Linked DNA regions of Astyanax mexicanus: region 2 is linked to region 1. A link is a contact called in public Hi-C data. All regions are on one chromosome and are shown on one strand. The core of a region is the stretch at or near the end of the contact, and the rest is flanking DNA. Distances in the headings are between cores, read along the strand shown. Region 1 holds the start of prps1b (phosphoribosyl pyrophosphate synthetase 1B). Region 2 holds the start of LOC103040018 (integral membrane protein 2A).

Evidence for each region. Hi-C and Micro-C count contacts between places; a contact is called where the count stands out from the background.
Region 2: a contact with region 1 is called in a Hi-C map of blood, with 6 times the contacts expected there. The contact joins the promoter of LOC103040018 here to the promoter of prps1b in region 1. A contact is called at or near these places in 2 of 3 Hi-C or Micro-C datasets (blood and muscle).

What each region holds. Positions count from the first base shown.
Region 1 is chr10:2,075,140-2,079,785 of AstMex3_surface, reverse strand. prps1b (phosphoribosyl pyrophosphate synthetase 1B) reads left to right here and starts at 3,120. Exons shown (of 7, transcript XM_007228407.4): 1 at 3,120-3,453. The coding sequence starts at 3,332. All of the region lies in intron 1 of LOC125804807 (a long non-coding RNA gene), which reads right to left. kctd12b (potassium channel tetramerisation domain containing 12b) reads right to left here and starts at 1,525. Exons shown (of 2, transcript XM_015601823.3): 1 at 1-1,525. The coding sequence starts at 833.
Region 2 is chr10:2,467,883-2,472,689 of AstMex3_surface, reverse strand. It overlaps LOC103040018 (integral membrane protein 2A), which reads left to right and starts at 3,407. Exons shown (of 6, transcript XM_022683735.2): 1 at 3,407-3,636. The coding sequence starts at 3,565.

The DNA of each region.
Region 1 (4,646 bases), core at 1,871-4,370:
TATTCAGTGTAGCTGGTCCAAATCTTGTCGTCTGTCTGGTCGTGAGCGAAGGCGCAGGTCCCCGTCGAGTTGCAGGCCACCATGTGGAAGCCGGCATCAGCCAGCTTGTCGAAGGCCTGCTCGAGGAAAGTAAACTTCAGGTAGTAACGGGAGGTGTAGCGCTCCGGGGGCCGGTCAGGATCCCTGCTTTCGTTCAGAGTCTCCCCAAAAACCTCTTTGGCCAGGGAGGTCTTTCCACACACCATAATCCGAGCCACTCGCCGAAACTTGGCGTCTGTTTGGCTGTCGCGGCCCAACGTGTAGGAGCCTCGGTATCCGATGGTAATGAAGCCCGAACGCTTACCATCGCCACCGGACACGAGACTGGAACAGGCGGCCGCAGCCGCCCCCAAGGAAACCAGGTTGCGGGCAGTATCTGCACTAGGTGACGACTCCTCTGGATCACTTTGGCAACCCTCATCGCCCAGTGAGTTCTGCTTGCTGATCTTTGGGGCCAGTAGCTTGACCAGTTCGGGAAGGTTGAAGTACTCGGCTTCCCGCTGTAGTCTCCCACGTTCAGGGAAATGGTCAGGCAGGACAAGCTGCTGGTCTCGCATGTAGTCCAGGATGTAGCGGAAGAGGAAGCCATCTCTGTCTACGAAAAAACGTCCCTTGGTGTCTCTAGCCAAGCCTTTCTGGCTTTTCTGGCTGAACATCTCCCACAACAGGGAGTCTGGCACGCTTGTAAGAGTAGAGTAGCGAGTTATGTACACCTGTCCCCCTACATTTAGTTCAATAATCTCTGGGAAGGAAAGGTCCTCAGGAACAACACTGGAGTTGTCAGGTAAAGCCATGGCTGGTGTGATAGATTGCTGAGATTGAAACAAACCCGAAGAGCCAAAGCCTTACACTCTGGTCGGTGACTAACTGGCACTAAATGTCACACTGAGCTGAGAAAAAAAAAGCCTGAGCTAACATAACTATATTATGGAGAAGTGTTGCACCAGCCAGTCAGAGGATAAAGACTTGGCTTTGAGAATTAGTTAGCGAATTAGATAGCATTAAATCCCAAGAGCAGTCACACACAAACAGCTGCTCCACTTTTCGCAAATGTAGCAAAGACTTAAACCGGTTCAAGATTTGAAAATTCCCCCAGAAAAAGGAAGAAGAAGAATAAAAAGGGCGAACAGAGGTTGAAAGAGCGAATCGTCCTCTATCGTTGGTTGTATTCTAAAGCTCTGGTAAACCGATCTGACAGAAAACAGTCTACATTCTGCTCCAAGACTTTCACAACTCCCGTTTCCTCGCTTAGAAATCACTCCTCCTCATTTAACTATGTCCATCGCCGCGCTCTGAACTTCTAATCCCTCGCGCTGAAGCTAAAGACGGAGGTGAGGTGTGTTTTGAGGAGAATAGAGGAGAAGAAACGCGAGTCCTCCGGTTCCAGTCCGTCCATAACTGAGGAGACTGAGGCGTAGGTCCAGCCCTCGCGCTGAGAGCTCTGCCCCGCTCAGCTCGCGCAGCTCCAACTGACACAGCGCGCGATCCTCAGAGCCACGCCCCCTCGCGCGCGCGTCATCACCACAACACGCCAGTTCCAGCGAGTCCTGACTGCACTAAACACTTAAAGCTTACAAAAGCCTAATTTTAGGCTGAGACACTGAACCGGACACAGAACATGGCGGTAAAATACAACTACAGCTCAAAGGTTCGCATAACGAGTGTTTATTTGTTATTTAAATTTCACTAAATATTTTTTTCTCTGATCTTACAGTATAATCCCAGCAGTCGTAATAATAATGTCTTTAAAACAGGCAACACTGACACCTAGTGGCCGAAATCCGCATTGCACAAATGGTTACCCAACAGTAAGTAAAGCAAAACATTGAGAGAACAAATTAAGGACATAAAATGCAAAAGTTGAAGAGAGATTTATTTTATACTTTTATATTTTAGAATGAACAGAACAGAAGACGGATCTAAGATTTTTCTGAGTAAGGGGCCATTCATAAAGAAGCCAATAATTTTTACTAGTCAAGACACGTTCAAACACTTGGAAAAAAAAATCAACGTTAATTCAATGTCAGAATTTCAAAATGAACTTATGTATATGAGAGAGGGTTAAATAAATATTGTTTTCCACTATCATCAACATTACATGATATAATGCAACTAAATAATGTTATTTTCTAACAGGATATATAAGGCACCTTTAAGGCCAATTTTGCATTTGTAAAGGGCAAACTCTCTCCGGCTTTTAACTGAGTCCAGGCCACATGGCTACCTAGCAAAAAGGTCTAGTAGGAATGCCTCTAACCAATCAGCTGGTTACTGACCTCTCTAATTTTACCCCAAGACAGCAATGGTTCATGTTAGTTACATAATAAAAAATCAGAATCATATATCTAAATAAATACCTATTTTTGTGTTATATTAAAATATATCATAAAATGTTTTTATCTTTTACATATAATGATGATTGCTTTTGCTTTATTTTATGTGCTTGATGATGTGTTGTAATGTTACAAAAATATTATTTATTGCACAATTAATTAAATAACAAAAACACGTTTTAGAAAAGAAAGACTATCAGACACACGAGTAGTGCCATTAGAGGATGTGCTTAATAATCATAATAATAATAAACTTTATTTATATAGCACCTTTCATACAATAAAACGAATTTTAAAGTGCTGTACATACAGACAGGTGAAGAGAACACCAGTAAAATGTAGAAAAGAACTAGAAGATACAGTTTATAATAAAAAGTAATACAAAGTTATATTTGTTGGAAAAAACCCTGGTTTTTAATTACAGTTTTCATGCATCTTGGCATCATGTTCTCCTCCACCAGTCTTACACACTGCTTTTGGATAACTTTGTGCTGCTTTACTCCTGGTGCAAAAATCATCCATCTTCCTCTTGATTATATTCCAAAGGTTTTTAATTTGGTAAAAATAAAGATACTCATTATTTTAAGTGGTCTCTTTTTTTTTTGTCAGAGCTGTATTTATGAAGTATGCATGAAGCACTCTCCTACAAGTGCCCTAGATAGGCCTCGTGTAGGCCACGCGGCGCATGTTGACATTCGCCCTGCGAGTGACGAGGTTGACGTCAGTACGACGGGCTGGCGTGTGATCTCGCGCGCCATCGGGAGACTCGTGAGACCAACTATGGCGGAGAGGTAGGGAGGACGTTCACCTGACCGGGGGATTCAGCATCGGGCTGCAGAGCTTCATAAACACCGCCGAGCTCCTCGCGCTCCAACGGAGGCTGCTTTTAGAGCACACGCCGTTTTTGCGCACATCGTCCTTCGTCACGCGCGGCGCGAGGCTCCGGAACGCGGGAAAAGATGCCCAACATTAAGATCTTCAGCGGGAGCTCCCATCAGGACCTGTCCCAGAAGATCGCGGACCGCCTCGGGCTCGAGCTCGGGAAGGTGGTCACCAAGAAGTTCAGCAATCAGGAAACGTGGTGAGTCTCGCGGCCGGTTCTCCGGACCGCGCCTGTTACTTTGCTGCGTTGGCTACAAGTGCCGTTTCCACACTTTCGAGCACCATCGGAACTTGTAGTTCAGAGAGTGCGGCCGGTCACTCCACGTGGGGCGGCGGAGACTACAACTCCCAGAATGCAGCACGCGCCCGGCCCCCCGCAGCGTTCAGGGAGCGGGCAGCGTTTATTTTTTATTCACGTTTGTATAAAATACAATCCAACAGCATGAAATATTTAGACACAATATTAGTTACAAACTAACAAACAGAGCAAAAAGAAAAGTGGGAGGCAATAAAATTTAAAAGCTTTAATATATTCATGGATTTGTGACGTTTATTTTTTTTGTGAATATAATTTCATAGGGTATTTTTTTTGTGAATTCCGTTTTATGTGTATAACATGTACCTACAATTATAATTAATTTTACCATAAATCGCTCCTTGTGGTCAAATAATAGGTCGTCAAAAATATATGATATATATATTGGACTGTATTTGAATTTCCTTATCCAACCTCTTCTTCAAGTCTAAAAAAAGATAAATCCAAAAAGAGCAAGAAATGCACAATAAAAAAATAATTGTTCAACAGATTCTGTGGCTTTGTCCTTTACAGAAAACACACTCGTCTCTTATACATAAAAAAACACAAAATAGCAGTAAAAGTATAGCAGCTATGCAATATTTTAGTTATATAGTAGTTCTATTGTTTTGTTATTGAGGGGAGCGGGCAGCATAGCAACGTGTCTCTGAACGCAATACATTATTAACCTGCTGTGGTAATGCTTCTGCTCAGTTTTACGCCTTGTTCTCTGTCTTTAATGCATAGAAAAGAGAGGTAAATAAAAAAAATATGCAAGCTAAGATAAAAAGCTCAAAATTTCAAAATCTGATCCCAAGACATACACAAGACTTCTGCACACAACTACTTCAGTACTGAGTAAACCTTTTTGTTAAACAAAAAAAAACTCCAGGGGAACTGAAATTGATAATTCCTGTTTCTCTGAGTGGTTTGTGTAGAAATAATTTACTGTAGAGTATCAGACCTTCTTTTTACACTGCTGGTTAACTCTAGAACTCAGGGCCGGAGTGTCTGCATGGTTGATGTAGACACTTTATTTGCAATGCAAAACTCTCAGCTGAACTTACAGGTTAACTCTGAGTTGTATGTGTAAATAC
Region 2 (4,807 bases), core at 2,158-4,657, 390 kb before region 1:
AGGGGCAAAAATATGAACCAAATGTTTTTGTCGGTTTGAACAATAAACTGTAGTGGCATGAGGTTTAATCTGCTGTTAATTAGCTCTGCGGAAAACTAAATCAAGCATCAGAAACCGCAGATTATTCCGATCTCTCCTGACCGAGCCGGAGTGTAAGGGCCTTCGCCTGGGCTTGATGTTATTTCTGTTGACAGATGAGTGGAGTATTTGGAGTTTTTGCATTTTTTAAGTTTTTATGTTCTCTTATTAAACCCTGAACTAGTGCTGGGTGGTATACCGTTCATTCGGTATACTGTGGAGGGAACTAGAACCGTTTTGAATTTCTCTCATACCACCATACCACTAGAGGGCGCTGAGGAGTGCCGTATGGAACAGCACCAGCAAAGAAAAACAGGCAGCTCCTGCTTAATACTTTAGCTTAAATCATGATTTTAAAGTATTTTTTGACTGGAGAAAAAAGGGAATTGTGGCTTATTTTAACACTGTAATGCCTCTAATTTACTAATTTAGTAAAATTGTGTCTTATTTGTGCTTACTAGAGCTTTTGAGAAATATCTCTTTAAAAACATAAACATATGTTCATGTCCATTTATAGTGTTTATGGAACTATTTAAAAAAAGAAGCTGTGTTAAAGTTGTAGTGTATCTCTCTTTTTAAGGCCTACTGTTTACATTAATCAACTTTTTCTTATTTTTCTGCTTTGAAGTCTGATTTCTTCATATATTTTGTGGGACAAAGTAAACCCAATAGTAATCAAAGCCTTAATTTAAAAGCCTTGGTGTTTTATATAATTTATATATATATACTCCTAACAGAACAGTAACTCACAAATTATATATATATTTATATATTACTATAATAAAGCCCAGTCATGCAAAAAATAATCATAAAATAATTTTGAAAAATACCCTAATATGCATTTTTGGCCATACAGCTCAGCAATACCCTACCTTAAACCCAACGAGATGTTTCGTAAGTTAAATCTACGTAGCTAACCCCCCCGGACGGCTGTTAATCCTTCCTCTTTTGTGTGTACACAAGCAGGATTAGCAAGTTCAAACAAATTGTAAGATGAGCCCATACACAGGCTTTCAGGACCACTTTGCTCCGTCTGTGTAGGAGCAAATGAGAGAGCATGTGCCACGGCGCAAATCAGCTCCTCTGTTTATTTACAAGCCAGCTGTAATTACCGGCCACAATTTGTCCGTTAAACATAGGAAACGGCGAAGTCTGAGCAGCGTGTGTGAAAAGATAAGATGTCAGATGTACAGTAGAGGAGTTGGACGGGCCGGGTCTGGATCTGTGCAACCCGAAACAAGCACTCACGACGTGTTTATTTACCTTCTGGAATCAATAAAGTAAAACCAGAGGACCACCTTGGACCCTCGCAGTAATTTCTTTGACGTTGATGTTTAAGGGTTTAGGACTTTTTTATTGGTACAGCTTTACCGATTCGTTCTCCTCAGGAAGCGGCCCATGAGCGCGCCAGCGAATCCTTTACATTTTTTCGGTAACATTTTACAACACAGCCTGCATTTTAGAGGGTAAGTATAAGGCATAGTTACAGAGTAAGAACAGTTAAATACTGTACACTACATAACACAACCCACTCCCTGTTGTTTCTGAGTACTTACTGAGTAAATACCCTGTACTTAGACAGTAAGAACAGTAAAAGGCTATGCTTTACTTGGATGGTCCATTTAATGGCCTTTGTTGATGCTTAACTGACATTCAACCAACATTCAACTGAATGTATGTCTATTAACTGCAACTTAATATTTTAACAAATAACTTAATAATAACTGAAATCATATGTTAAACGCAAATGATGCAAAATTTAAATGCAAATTGCACAGTAACACCATAAGTGTAGGTTTTTGTAGGTTTATGTCATTTATAAAAGTTTATGTGTCAAGTACCTTTACCAAAAACCCATTTCAGTTGAGTGTTAGCTAATTTAAGATCAATTCTTGAAAAAATCCTCTTTTTTCCAGAGCTGTATATATTTGATTTTTTTTTATGTGCAGCCACAGATACACAAAAGCCAGAAGAGTCTACACTAAAACAGAGAGAGAGAGAGAGAGAGAGAGAGAGAGAGAGAGAGAGAGAGAAAGAGAGAGAGAGAAATCCAGTCCTTTAAATGATACAAATACTGTATCTTTCTGTCAAATTGTTGTGTTTTCTCCAACAGGTTTCTCCCATTGGTTACATAATGCTTTTCTCTGACATTTGCTGTATCAAAAATAGCATCATGTGTGCTTTGATTGTGGCTGTGTAAAAGGGCCTCTTCATACTTTCCAAGACACCTATGGTGTTCGAGTCTGAAAGACAAATAAATCACATTCACAAGTCTAAACCAAACCCCAAATTATTGCTTATATATAGATTTATAGGTGCTTTTCACCTTTTCACACACATTCCTAATCATTTACCATCTTTCCAAGATTAGCACTGCATAGCTGTGGTGGCTAAAAACAACAGGACACCTACAGCCCCACTGACACTGACAGCAGACCAAGCTGTGAATTTTACATCATAACAATATTTCAGAAGTATTTATCACATTTATTACTCTGTAGATAGAAATATAGATACTATATTAGTGTTTAAAATACTTCTGTAGAAGGTGAAATATCAACTCAAGCTTTTTACTCTTTAAGTAAAAGTGTAAAAGTAGAGGAAGTAAGGGAAAAAAAATATAAAACATTAGGTCGAAGGCCTGTTATTTTAAGAAATTGATTTGCAATGTTTTTCTTTAGATTCTACAATTAAGTGCAGACTTTTATCAAAGGGCTCTTAATTTGAAATACTTTCTGAGTGACTTGTAGAAATGGGTGAGTTCAATTTGAATGTATATAGTTTCCCTTAGAAAACAGTAAATCTCTATAAACACAAATTTAGTATTTTGTTGTTGTGCCTAGACACAACTAGCATTTAACAGTAAATGAAATAATATTTTTTTACAGCAACAATAACAAAATGCGCAGTGATTATGGTAAAATTTTTATTACTAGGAATAATGAACAATTATTTTAATTAACAATTATATTTTAAATATGTATTAAAAAATACATGAAGCAAGCTGTTGTTGGGGAGTTCAATATGAATACATAAATAAAAAAGGATATATGCATCAAAATACAGAAACATCGTCTTATATTAGTAGAATTTTTAGTAGAAATTGTAATTTCAGATATCTACAATCATTTTTAGTTCTGAGAAATAATAATTTCAGGTCCACATGTTCTAAAATGACTAGTTTAAATGTTAATCCAAGATATCCCTCTGTTTTTAATATCGTATTGCTGAGTAGGGAGCTAGGGGAAGTGAACAGGGGAAGTGAGCAGTGGTGTTTGACTCTTGGTTGAGACGCGCCCCTCAGTCCGGCCTTACCGCTCCTTATATGGGAAACACGAAACGGAAGCCGATCCCGTGGAATTGCAAACAGAAGTGCGTCACTGAAGCTGCGGAGCGGAGAGTTTTAGTGTTTTCTGCAGAAAATCGGCCGCAGAGGAGAAAATAACCCCCGGTTCTGCTTCAGGGATCAGAGATTAATCTGACAGCATGGTGAAGATCGCCTTTAACTCCGCTCTGGCGCAGAAAGCTCTGGGGAAAGAGGCGCTGGTGGCGGAGAAGGTGAGCGGCGGGGCTGCAGAGGCCCAACCGGCGGATTCACCGCCCAGATCAATACTACTGATTTATCAGCCCTGCAGATTTATCAATGCTGCTGATTTATCAGTGCTGCTGATATTAATCAGTACAGCTGATTTATCAGTACTGCAGATTTATTAATGCTGCTGATTTATCAGTACTGCTGATTTTAATTAGTACAGTTGATTTATCAATACTGCTGATTTTAATTAGTACAGTTGATTTATCAATACTGCTGATTTTAATTAGTACAGTTGATTTATCAATACTGCTGATTTTAATTAGTACAGTTGATTTATCAATACTGCTGATTTATCAGTACTACTGTTTTGTCAATACTGTTGATTTATTAGTGCTGCTGATTTATCAGTACTGCTGCTTTATCAATAACTTACTGCTAATTAATCAGTGCAGCTGATTTATCAGTACTACTGAATTATCAATACTGTTGATTTATCAATACTGCTGGTTTGTCAATATTGCTGATTTATTAGTGCTGCTGATCTATCAATACTGCTGATTGATCAATTCTGCTGATTTTAATCAGTTCAGCGGATTTATCAGTACTGCTGATTTACCAATATTGCTGACCTATCACTACTGCTGACTTATCAATATTGATGATCGGTCACTACTACTGATTTACCAATACTGCTGATCTATCACTACTGCTGATTTACAGATACTACTGATTTACCAATACTGATGATTTTAATCAGTACAGCTGATTTATCACTGCTGCTGATTTATTAATACTGCTGATTTATTACCAATACTTCTAATCTATCACTACTGCTGATTTACCCACACTGCTGATTTGTCAGTACTGCTGATTTCTTATCAATACTGCAGATTTGTTTTCCATATTGCTGATTTATCATCAGTACTGATGATTTACCAGAACTGCTAATTTATCAGTACTGCTGATATATCAGTACTGCAGTGTTTAGTACTCTTCAGTACTGCTGATTTATCGGTACTGGGGTGTTTAATCCCACTGAACCCCAGTTCAGCAGATAGATAGGCAGGTTTAGTAGCAGAGGGGTTTGCAGCATTATTATTAGTGATGATATCAGTATTACTGCAGTCTTATTATTATTTTTATTATTTTTAGTAGTAGTATTAAAAAAAGTATTACTGCAGTGTTCTCAGTATT